Linked DNA regions of Oryza sativa: region 1 is linked to region 2. A link is a contact called in public ChIA-PET data. All regions are on one chromosome and are shown on one strand. The core of a region is the stretch at or near the end of the contact, and the rest is flanking DNA. Distances in the headings are between cores, read along the strand shown. Region 1 holds the start of LOC4335533. Region 2 holds the start of LOC4335531 (40S ribosomal protein S27).

Region 1 (4,764 bases), core at 2,046-4,545, 37 kb before region 2:
CAGTGTCCAACTGTGCAAGAACACAAGTACTACTGTACTAGTATCTCTGTCCCATGTTAAGGTTTTACTTTTTCTATTTCTCTCCAAATAAATTTATTTTTAAGTAATAATTATATTGAAATTAGTGAAAGTAGAAAATAATTATATTGAAAGTAGACAAAATGACAAATAGTCGCATTAGGATTTGATAAAGTAGGGGCATTTTATTCTTTTTGGTGTTTGTATTGGTATGTGTGAGATGAATGAAAAATTGACTTATTTTAGGATGGGGAAGTATTATTGAACATATCAGAAAAAAATATATATCACATTCGTTCCAAAATATAAGTTTTAGATTCAATAGGATACTATTAAAGTTGGTAAAATTAAATGGAAAAAAAATTATGATTAGTTGAGAAAGGAGGTAGGTAAAATATTTGAGGTGAAAGATCATGATTGATTAATAAAAGAATATTGGTAGAAAAACTGAAGGTTAGAAGTTGTTATATTTTGAGAAGAACTGAAGGTTAGGAGTATAAGAAAATGGATTGTTAGGAGTATAAGAAAATGGATTGATGGATGAATGAATTGAAATGCGAATACTGTTTGTCATAACCTGCTGAATGCTGATGCAGGTGTTCTGCATCAGATGCAGCTACAGAAAAAAAAATCAGAAGAACATGAGGATCAGGAGCTCAGCATACCGATTCAATGAGATATTAATGATCATATTGCCATAGCTATCAGAGCATGTTTGTAGCCCAATACAAAGGATTTGAGCTAAGTTTCTTCAAGAAATCAAACTCAGTAGAGAGAACAGGACGGTTTCATTTCACTCTACTAGAATACTGTTTCAACACACATCCTATGGTGTGATGAACAAGACCAAAGACCAGAGCCAGGCTGCTAAAACTGTCTGAGGAGCCATTGCTAGCACTGTTCCTTGCCGGCATCGGCATCGGCACCGGCACCAGCATTGCGGTTGTTGTCATCACCGGAAGCACCGTTGTCGGTGGTGGTGGTGGTGGTGGAGTAGTGGGTGTGCTTCTTGGAGGATCCCCTGCACTGCCCGATGGGGTATTTGCGCGCATTGAGCTCCATCTTACGCAGCGCTGCCTTGCCAAGGTCGACATCGCACATGTCAGAGAGGCGGATGAGGTAGAGGAGCACATCGGCGAGCTCCTCGCCTAGGTGCTCCACCTCCCTCTCCCCCCACCCAGGGAGCCCCTTGGGCACCTCCCCCTTCCACTGGAAGACCTCCGAGAGCTCCCCCACCTCACCCACCTGCATCACATTGCCAAGATCACTAACAGTCAAAATTACAGTTTTACATTATCACGGTTGCACATTGCAACAACAGTCAATTGCAGTATCACAGAACATGGTGCACAGAAGGCAGATGCAGTAAGCATGGATGAGCTGCAGGTTGCCATTTATGCTAGGTGCAGGGACCAGCTTGGTCAGGGTGACTGCATTTGCCTTTTGTTGTGGCCATCATTATCTGATCTCAGCCTAGCATTGCAAAAACACATGGTGGTAAAAAAAAAGAAACAAGGATGTTGGGTTCCAGTTACTGTTGCTGTATGTGGGCTGCTTTCTCCAGCACATCACTATAGTAGTATAGGGCTGGTTTCCTTTGTGACCTAAATTGACCTTACCAATTTTTGTCAATGTCAAATTTTGATAAGTTTTGGCATGGCTAATCTTGATAAGGTAAAGTTGTGTTTGGATTGAAGCCAAAACAGCATAATTTCACTATTGAAATGGACTATTTCTTTAGGCATGCCAAAATTTGGCTTCTAACAAAATAGACACTAAACACTATTGAAATTGACAAATATTGGCAAGGCCAATTTAGGCGACGTACCAAACCAGCCCATAGTATTCTACATCAGTTATAGTGATGGATCAGGCTATCTAGAGATTCTTAATAACTGGAGAATGAATTTCTCATGAATATGACAAGAATAGAAACAAAAAAGGACATATTCATGGATGGATAACAAATGAAATAAGGTGAGGACAATTGCAAAAGCATATTGTAAAGTGGTACATCTCTTTTATTTTTGTTTCTTTGGGGCTGAATTTTTGTCTCTGTTACAAACTGTGAAGTACTCACTCACCATGGGACCATGTCAGAACCAGTAGTACTACTTGGTGATCATCATTTATATATGTCTTTGAAATGCATGGCCACACAATAAAATTCCTAATTAGCAAGTTCCTTCCACTCTTTAAGCATTGACTAATTGTACAATTAAGGTCATACTGAAATTCCAAATCCACTCTAGAGTCAAAGCATACACCAGACTCTTATCACATAAAAACAACAGATGAGATTGGTATCTTTTATTTATTATTATTTTTCTCATGATCCAGAGAAGGACAATTTTGGTAGGTAATACTACTGGTTCACAGAAAGGATGATTATCGAATCAAAAAGATTATCCATGGCAACTTATTATATTTCCCATTTATTTCACACCATTTCAGGCTTTCATCAACAAAAATAAACAACAAAAACCTCATCACTTTCTGCTGTCGAAAAGGGTGGAAATATTTTGAAGATCCCAATCCCATCGTGCCTGCAGAATCAGTAGCAGTGCAAAAACAAGAACAGGCGAAAACAGGGTGAAAAACTGACAAAATAGTACAAATCTCTACTGCACACAATGATTTTTTTTCTTGTTCTTTTTTATTCCCTATCTCCTCTGATGGAGACAAGAAGGGAATGAAGTCCAGGCCCCATTCTGACCCCTCAAAACTCATGCAGCAACCAAAAAAAGAATAAGAATAAAAAGAGAGACAAAGAACCAAATGAACCAAGAACCCACCAAGAAAGAAGAGGAAGATGGATACCAAGCAAAAGATCATGAACATTAATACTACCAATAAAAGAGATAGTAGATAATCACTACATCAAAAATAAATAAATAAATAAATAAATAAAAAGAAAATCCTCTCCCAAACAGGAAGATGAAAGAAACCAAGAAGAGAAGAAGGTGAACTAGAACTAGAACTAGAACCCATCCAAGATTGGTTGAAGGGGGGGAGAACGAACCAGAGCGAGGAGAAGGTTCCTGGGGCTGTGGAACTGCTCCCAATCCCTCTCCCTGGCGAACTCCGACATCTTCCTCCTCAGCGTCTCCAGCGTCACCTCTCCTCCGCCGCCGCCGCCGCCGCTGCCCTTGGCCGTCTCCCCCAACCCCACCACAGCACCATTCATCTCTCTCTCTTCTAGACTCTTCGGGGATGAAAGGGAAGGGAGAGAGGTTAGGAGCAGTCTAGGTGGTGGTGGTGGTAGACTGGTAGTAGCGGAGGAGAGGAGAGGAGAGGAGAGGATTTATAGGGAGAGGGAGGTGAATGGGAAGAGGAAGAGGCAGGAAGGAGAGGAGAGAAAAGAGTGTGTGCGTGGGTTTGGATTGTTGTTGTTGGTGTGGCTCGTGTTCAATGCTCTCTTGAGTGAGTCTCTTCTCTTCGCTTGGGACTTTGGGAGTTGGGAGGAAGAAGGGGGGAGGCGAGGAGGCAGCTAATTGGGCCGCGCGGGCCCACGATAGGCCCATTTGTCTGCTGCACACGACCTGCGTCGCAGATTGGTTTTCGCGTGATTTTTCCTAAGGAAAAAGTACACCGATCGTCCCTCAACTTGTCATCGAGTTATAAAATCGTCCCCCAACCATAAACCAGGTACTAAGCGTCCCACAGCTGACAAAACCGTTCGCTTGAGATCCTTCGGTGGTTTTGATCCCGGTTTTGTCTGACGCGGCGGCTAAGTCAGCGTGGGACCCACGTGGGCCCCATATGTCATACTATCCACGTCATCTCCTATTTCCTCCCTTTTCTTCTCTTTTCTCTTCTTCAGCGGGTAGGCTCGGGGCCAAGACGGGCGGCGGCGCAAAGCTGGGCAGGGGGCAGGCGCCGCCGGAGTTGGGTGGCGAAAGGGCGCCAACAACAGCTGCCGCCACCGCGCTCGCCTGCCACACTGATGGCGACAGCAGGAGCGGCGAGTACGCCGCCGCGGCCAGCTTCTTGGCCCCGTCCCTCGGTGGCGGGGTAGCCTTCACGATGAGCCAAGTCAACGTCGTCGCCTTGATCTGGTGGCTGTGGTGGTGGTGAAGCGCCACCATGGAGACGAGCGTGAGCACGCGGGAGACGATCCACTCCTTCATCGACGGCATCTCGTACTCCGGCGGCGCCGTGGCCGCCTTCAAGGAGAGTGGCGTGACGGGGAGAGCAGCGCCTCCGTCACCCCCATCGTCAATGGGGAGGTGCGGGCGTGCGCGGGTGTCGACGGGCGGCGTGGGCGTCGACGGGGCGAGGCGGGAGAGGAGGAGGATGGCGCCGCGACGGCCGGCGGTGGGGAAGCACGGCAGCAGCCTAGCGGAGCTCCACGGCGCGGGCGTCGCGGGCTTCGACGGAGCGAGGTGGGAGAGGAGGAGGACGGCGTCGTGACGGCGGCCGGTGGTGGGCACGGAGGCCAAGCTCCCAGCCCTCAACTGAGCTCGGTGGTGGCAGGCGAGCACGGTGTCAGTGGCTGCTGTTGGTGCGCCGTCCCAGCCCAACTCCGGCGGCGCCCGCCCCCTACTCAGCTTCACGCCGCCGCCCATCTCGGCATGGAGGATGAGATCGACAGGAGCCCATACCATGACGCCCTCGGGGAGCGCTATTTGGGGGCGCTTCATGCCGTGGACGCGTCCCCCGCTGGTTCCCGGACTGGAGCACCGGCGCCGGCGCGTGATGAGAAGAGGGCGCAGTTGGCGGCGTCGGCTTCCTCCACCGCGCGTC
Region 2 (4,455 bases), core at 638-3,137:
AATAAAATCATCCAAGAAACCTGACATCAAATTTTATTTATTCAAATTGGGGTAAAACACAAATATTGCAACACCAATCAGCCCCACCACGTAGCATTTGTATTGACGAAATTAAAGGTGATAAGTTACAGACTGTTACCTGTACACAGAACCCAATCACTAACTACATGGTATAAGATAAACAAACCTATCTGTACAACATGTCACCTGTATATCATACAAGTGTAACATGAAACTTTGTGCCCTTGATGTCATTCTAAGAAGGAAATGCATGACAATATATCCAGGTACTTGGCACTGTAACAAAATATTTTGCAGCTAAGCAAATTAGTCTCATGAGCAACGCAAGGCTAAAACCAAAAACCAAAATCTTGGATACAGAGAGAATTGAACAAGGTGGAGGGGCACGCATTATACGAAGTAGCTTTCTCCAGCACAAAATGCAAGATACATAACGCATTGCTACATCATGCAGGGCAGTAAACAGGTAGGCATAATTAACAAAATTTATGGAGTACACATCAGGAAGGGTAACGGGATAGTATTGTTCAGCAGGGCATTTCTGTCCCAGTAACAACAAGCCACACAGCCTAACCTAGTCGCTCTTCCGGCGGAAGGAGCAGCCCTCCGTGAGCCTGGCCTTCCCACCAGTAGGCTGGCAGAGCACGGTCTGGCAGCCCGGGCACACAACCACGGTCTGGGAGTGGCTGAATACAGTCGTTCTGCAATCACCGCAAGACATACAGGTTAGAAGATGCCAACATTAGATCAAGATGTCTAAAGCAAAGTTAGGCAAATTATATTGCTTAGAGATGGCACCAATTTCTGGTTTCTTTGAATTGGTTGATCATCAATACAATTATACAAACAAGCCGGATACATCACAAAGCAGAATTGGACATTTCAGATTTGCCATTCTACAAAATTATGTACAATATTACAAGTGCGAATGATGAATTCATGATCACCTCAACGATTGGGCGACCTATGGTGTGATTTTTTTTTTCATGTACATCTGATTTAAGTCCAGATTATCAGGGGTTCACGGGGACTGGTCGTTTTGGGGCCAAAACATGCCAAAAGCACTTGACTGTTGAAGCGATAACAAGAGCAGTATCATCACCACGCTAATTTCCATTTCTTATCTAGGCTATCCGACTTACTTACAACACAACGCATTAACAATGCATACCAACAATAAAAGAGCGATGGTTTCACTTGCTAGAATCAATTTCATATCTAAGACTACTCTGCAAACCAGTTCTAATTCATATCTAAACCTACTCTACAAACCATCCTTAATCATAACTAAAATTAAAAACAGTTTATCTCAATCTTCACACATCAAGCATCAAAGGGCGGTAACAAGTAACATAACAACAGAAAAATTAACAATGGAGAGAGAGTGAGCGGATCAAGAAGAAGCTCGTACATGTTGAAGCAGCCCTGGCACTTGACATCCTGCACACAAGGGCAAAACTCAGCAGTTAGAAGATTCTTGCCGTGCAAAGAGAATTCATCCACACATAGGGCGGCGCGTAGTACCATGAAGAAGGAGTTGGGGGACTGGACGAGGCGCTTCTTCTTGTGCTTGAGCTTCTCCAGCTCCGCCGGCGGGTTAAGCAGGTCGATGTCGTTCGAGAGCACCTGCTCGTTCCCCCAAACACAAACAAACAAACAAACAAAAACCCAAAAATCAATCGCGGTTATCATTCACGGATCAAACGAACGGCGCGCGCAGCCATGCGAGGCGGCCGATTCGAGGGATCGAGATCGAAGCGGCGGCGGCGGCGTACGTACCATCTTGAAGTTGGAGACGGCGGCGGCGGCGGCGGAGAGCGAGGTGGTGGCGGCGCGGGGGGGAGGGGGGCTAGGGCTGGAAGAAGAGGGGGTCGCGCGAGATAGGAGGCGATGGATTTTATACGTGGATGCGGTGGATCTGGACCGTCCATTGGATGATCGTTGCATCCTGGCCTTCCGTGAAGCTGCGGAGGTCGGTTTGCTACTCAGTGTGTTTGATGTCTTCCTTTTGCGTCACCGCACGCGCAACACCACACGCTTACACCTTGTTTAGGATTGCGTTTAAAGAGACGGAAATCAGCGATAATTTTGGTCTTACTCTAGCCCTGTATATGCGTAATATTTGTAGACACTGGTATTTTGAATCCTGGTGGGTGAAGTCAATGCAGGCTAGTTTGTAACATAATTTTAGTAAGACCAAAATTATCGCTGATGTACTCACGACTCCACCACCATACCACCTGCGCTTACCTTACTCGTTGTCTTCTTTGAAATGGAGGATTTTTTTTGGAAGATTTTTCTTTTTGAGCAATTGAACTAATTCTTGGTAAATATTTCTGTAATATTGCTATGATGAAAATTACCGTTCAATAAACGGAGAGTATTTTTGTTACTCAAAAATTAGAATTGGATTGAAGTTGTAACTTGTAACTGATTGCATTGTCACTCGGGGATGGAATCCCATCAGATTCCAAGAATTTGCCCCGTAGAACTTCAAAGGCAATCAAAAACCAGATGTGACTTTATACGATTTGATGAAACTTAATTAAGCTTTGTAAAATTTAGGGTATGATGGTACATTAGCCAGCAAATATTGGCAAACCTAATTTTCGAAGTTACTCTAAGGCTGAGTTCTTATCTCTACTTTCCCAACTCACCTCCCTCGTTTTTCGCGCGCACGCTTTTTAAACTGTTAAATGGTGCTTCTGACTGCTGTAATTTCTCGTAGAATTATAAACTCCCCCAAATAGTCCAACTTTTTATCTAGATTATAAGAAACTAACTACCAATCGGCTACTCCTCAGTATATTAAACTCTCTAAATATGCCCGTAGTATCAAATCTTGGGCAAGTCTTAAACATACCAAATTTTTTGGTATGTTTTTGGCGTTGGCAAATATTGGCATCATAACTACAAGGCAAAGTACTATTTAAGTTACCAACTAGGTAGGACAATTTGAATTGAACCAAAAGAGCCATAATATTAATGGTTGACCTATTATGACGCAAAGAAGCTTGGAGTTCGAACCAAAGCTCAACCATAACTTGCCCTTAGGCCTTCTTTAATTCTCTGGAACCTTATAACTTTTATGGATTTCAGTTGAAATTGAACAGAATTTCAACCAAGTATGAAGTATCACCTTTCCTCTTCCAATGTCCCAACAGGATCTCATATTGCCGTTCTCATGGCATCACAAATTGCCGGCTTGAACTTTTTACTCGACGATTCAACTGACTTTCACAAAAAATTGATAACAACACTCGGGAGCAGTTTCCAGCGGACGGTTCACTGAACCTTGATTATGATTTGAAAATCCATTTCCAAAAACCGTGCTAGTTTTCATTGTTATATAATTGTACATTATATGGAAAAAATAAATTAATTCGTTTTTTCCCCATCCAGCGCCTGTCCCAGTTACCACCTTGCTGAAGCCGGAAGGATAATAACAGTGGTGTGCGGTGCTAAAATTGCCTACGTAAAACGAAATATGAACGTGGGGTTATTGAACTTTCATATGCTTGCAAGATTCCTGAAACGTTTCATTACATATAATAGAAAGAATATAGCTCCATATCTGCATAGCCAGAAATTAGAAGGCATCATTCTTCGCCTCATCTTTCGCTCAAACAAATTCTTTTTGCCTCATCCATTTCGTAGCTGACCATTTCTCCCCTTCCAGAACAGGGCACCCACCATGAATGCTGTTTGAGTCTGTTTCACCATCGAGTCCCTGAAACAATCAAATTAGCATGGAAGCCGAAGAAATTAGTTGACTAACGGAGCACTGACAATTTAAGAAAATATCTGGATCTAATGACAATGGAATGTGTTTTGGTTCATGCTTTATCTAGAACAAATTATAACACACCATGCTCCAAAATAGCACAGCATCTCCTTTGTTTGGCTTGACACATAATCCTTTGACCATCTTCCCGCCACAGCTACATTCACCATCTCCTGCCTGGAACAGAGGTGATAAATTCAGAATATCAGGCAAGCACACCACAAATCATATAACATAAAAGCTAAACAAAGACGGATGAAGCAGCCCCACGACATGTTACATCATGCCATGTATCAGAAGATGTGTAAACGAGGAAAGAAGAACCTAAGGCTGGGAAAGCATGGCTGCAAATTGCTCATGCAAAGGGTTATTCACCTAAAAATGAGATTCAAAGATAATTTGAACTCAAGGGCCTTAAACATCTGACAGATCAACTATGAGGCCAATTACATATTGCGTTGTTCTTAGGATTGCATTCCACATTGCCAATGCAGTTATTGTGGCCATATGAGAGCACAGAGGTCGAGTTGTAAGCTGATGTTACCATAATCAACACAACCAATTCCTCCAGTGGATTCAGTAGTTTCCCTTGAAGCATGAAAAAGTTATCTGCTGGTACAGCTATGACTTAGGAGTATGCCAAAAAAGAA

What was found. ChIA-PET counts read pairs in DNA pulled down with a chosen protein or histone mark.
Region 1: a contact with region 2 is called in an H3K9ac ChIA-PET map of seedling, with 5 times the contacts expected there. The contact joins the promoter of LOC4335533 here to the promoter of LOC4335531 in region 2. A contact is called at or near these places in 2 of 4 datasets of contacts at active chromatin or transcription factors (leaf and seedling).

The regions. Positions count from the first base shown.
Region 1 is chr4:16,840,568-16,845,331 of ASM3414082v1, reverse strand. It overlaps LOC4335533, which reads right to left and starts at 3,295. Exons shown (of 2, transcript XM_015778378.3): 1 at 3,041-3,295; 2 at 681-1,263. The coding sequence starts at 3,205. The coding sequence ends at 910.
Region 2 is chr4:16,802,299-16,806,753 of ASM3414082v1, reverse strand. LOC4335531 (40S ribosomal protein S27) reads right to left here and starts at 1,887. Exons shown (of 4, transcript NM_001378505.1): 1 at 1,801-1,887; 2 at 1,546-1,647; 3 at 1,433-1,461; 4 at 412-722. The coding sequence starts at 1,803. The coding sequence ends at 596. It overlaps LOC4335530 (prolyl 4-hydroxylase 1), which reads right to left. Exons shown (of 11, transcript XM_015781114.3): 10 at 3,890-3,982; 11 at 3,292-3,751. The coding sequence ends at 3,644.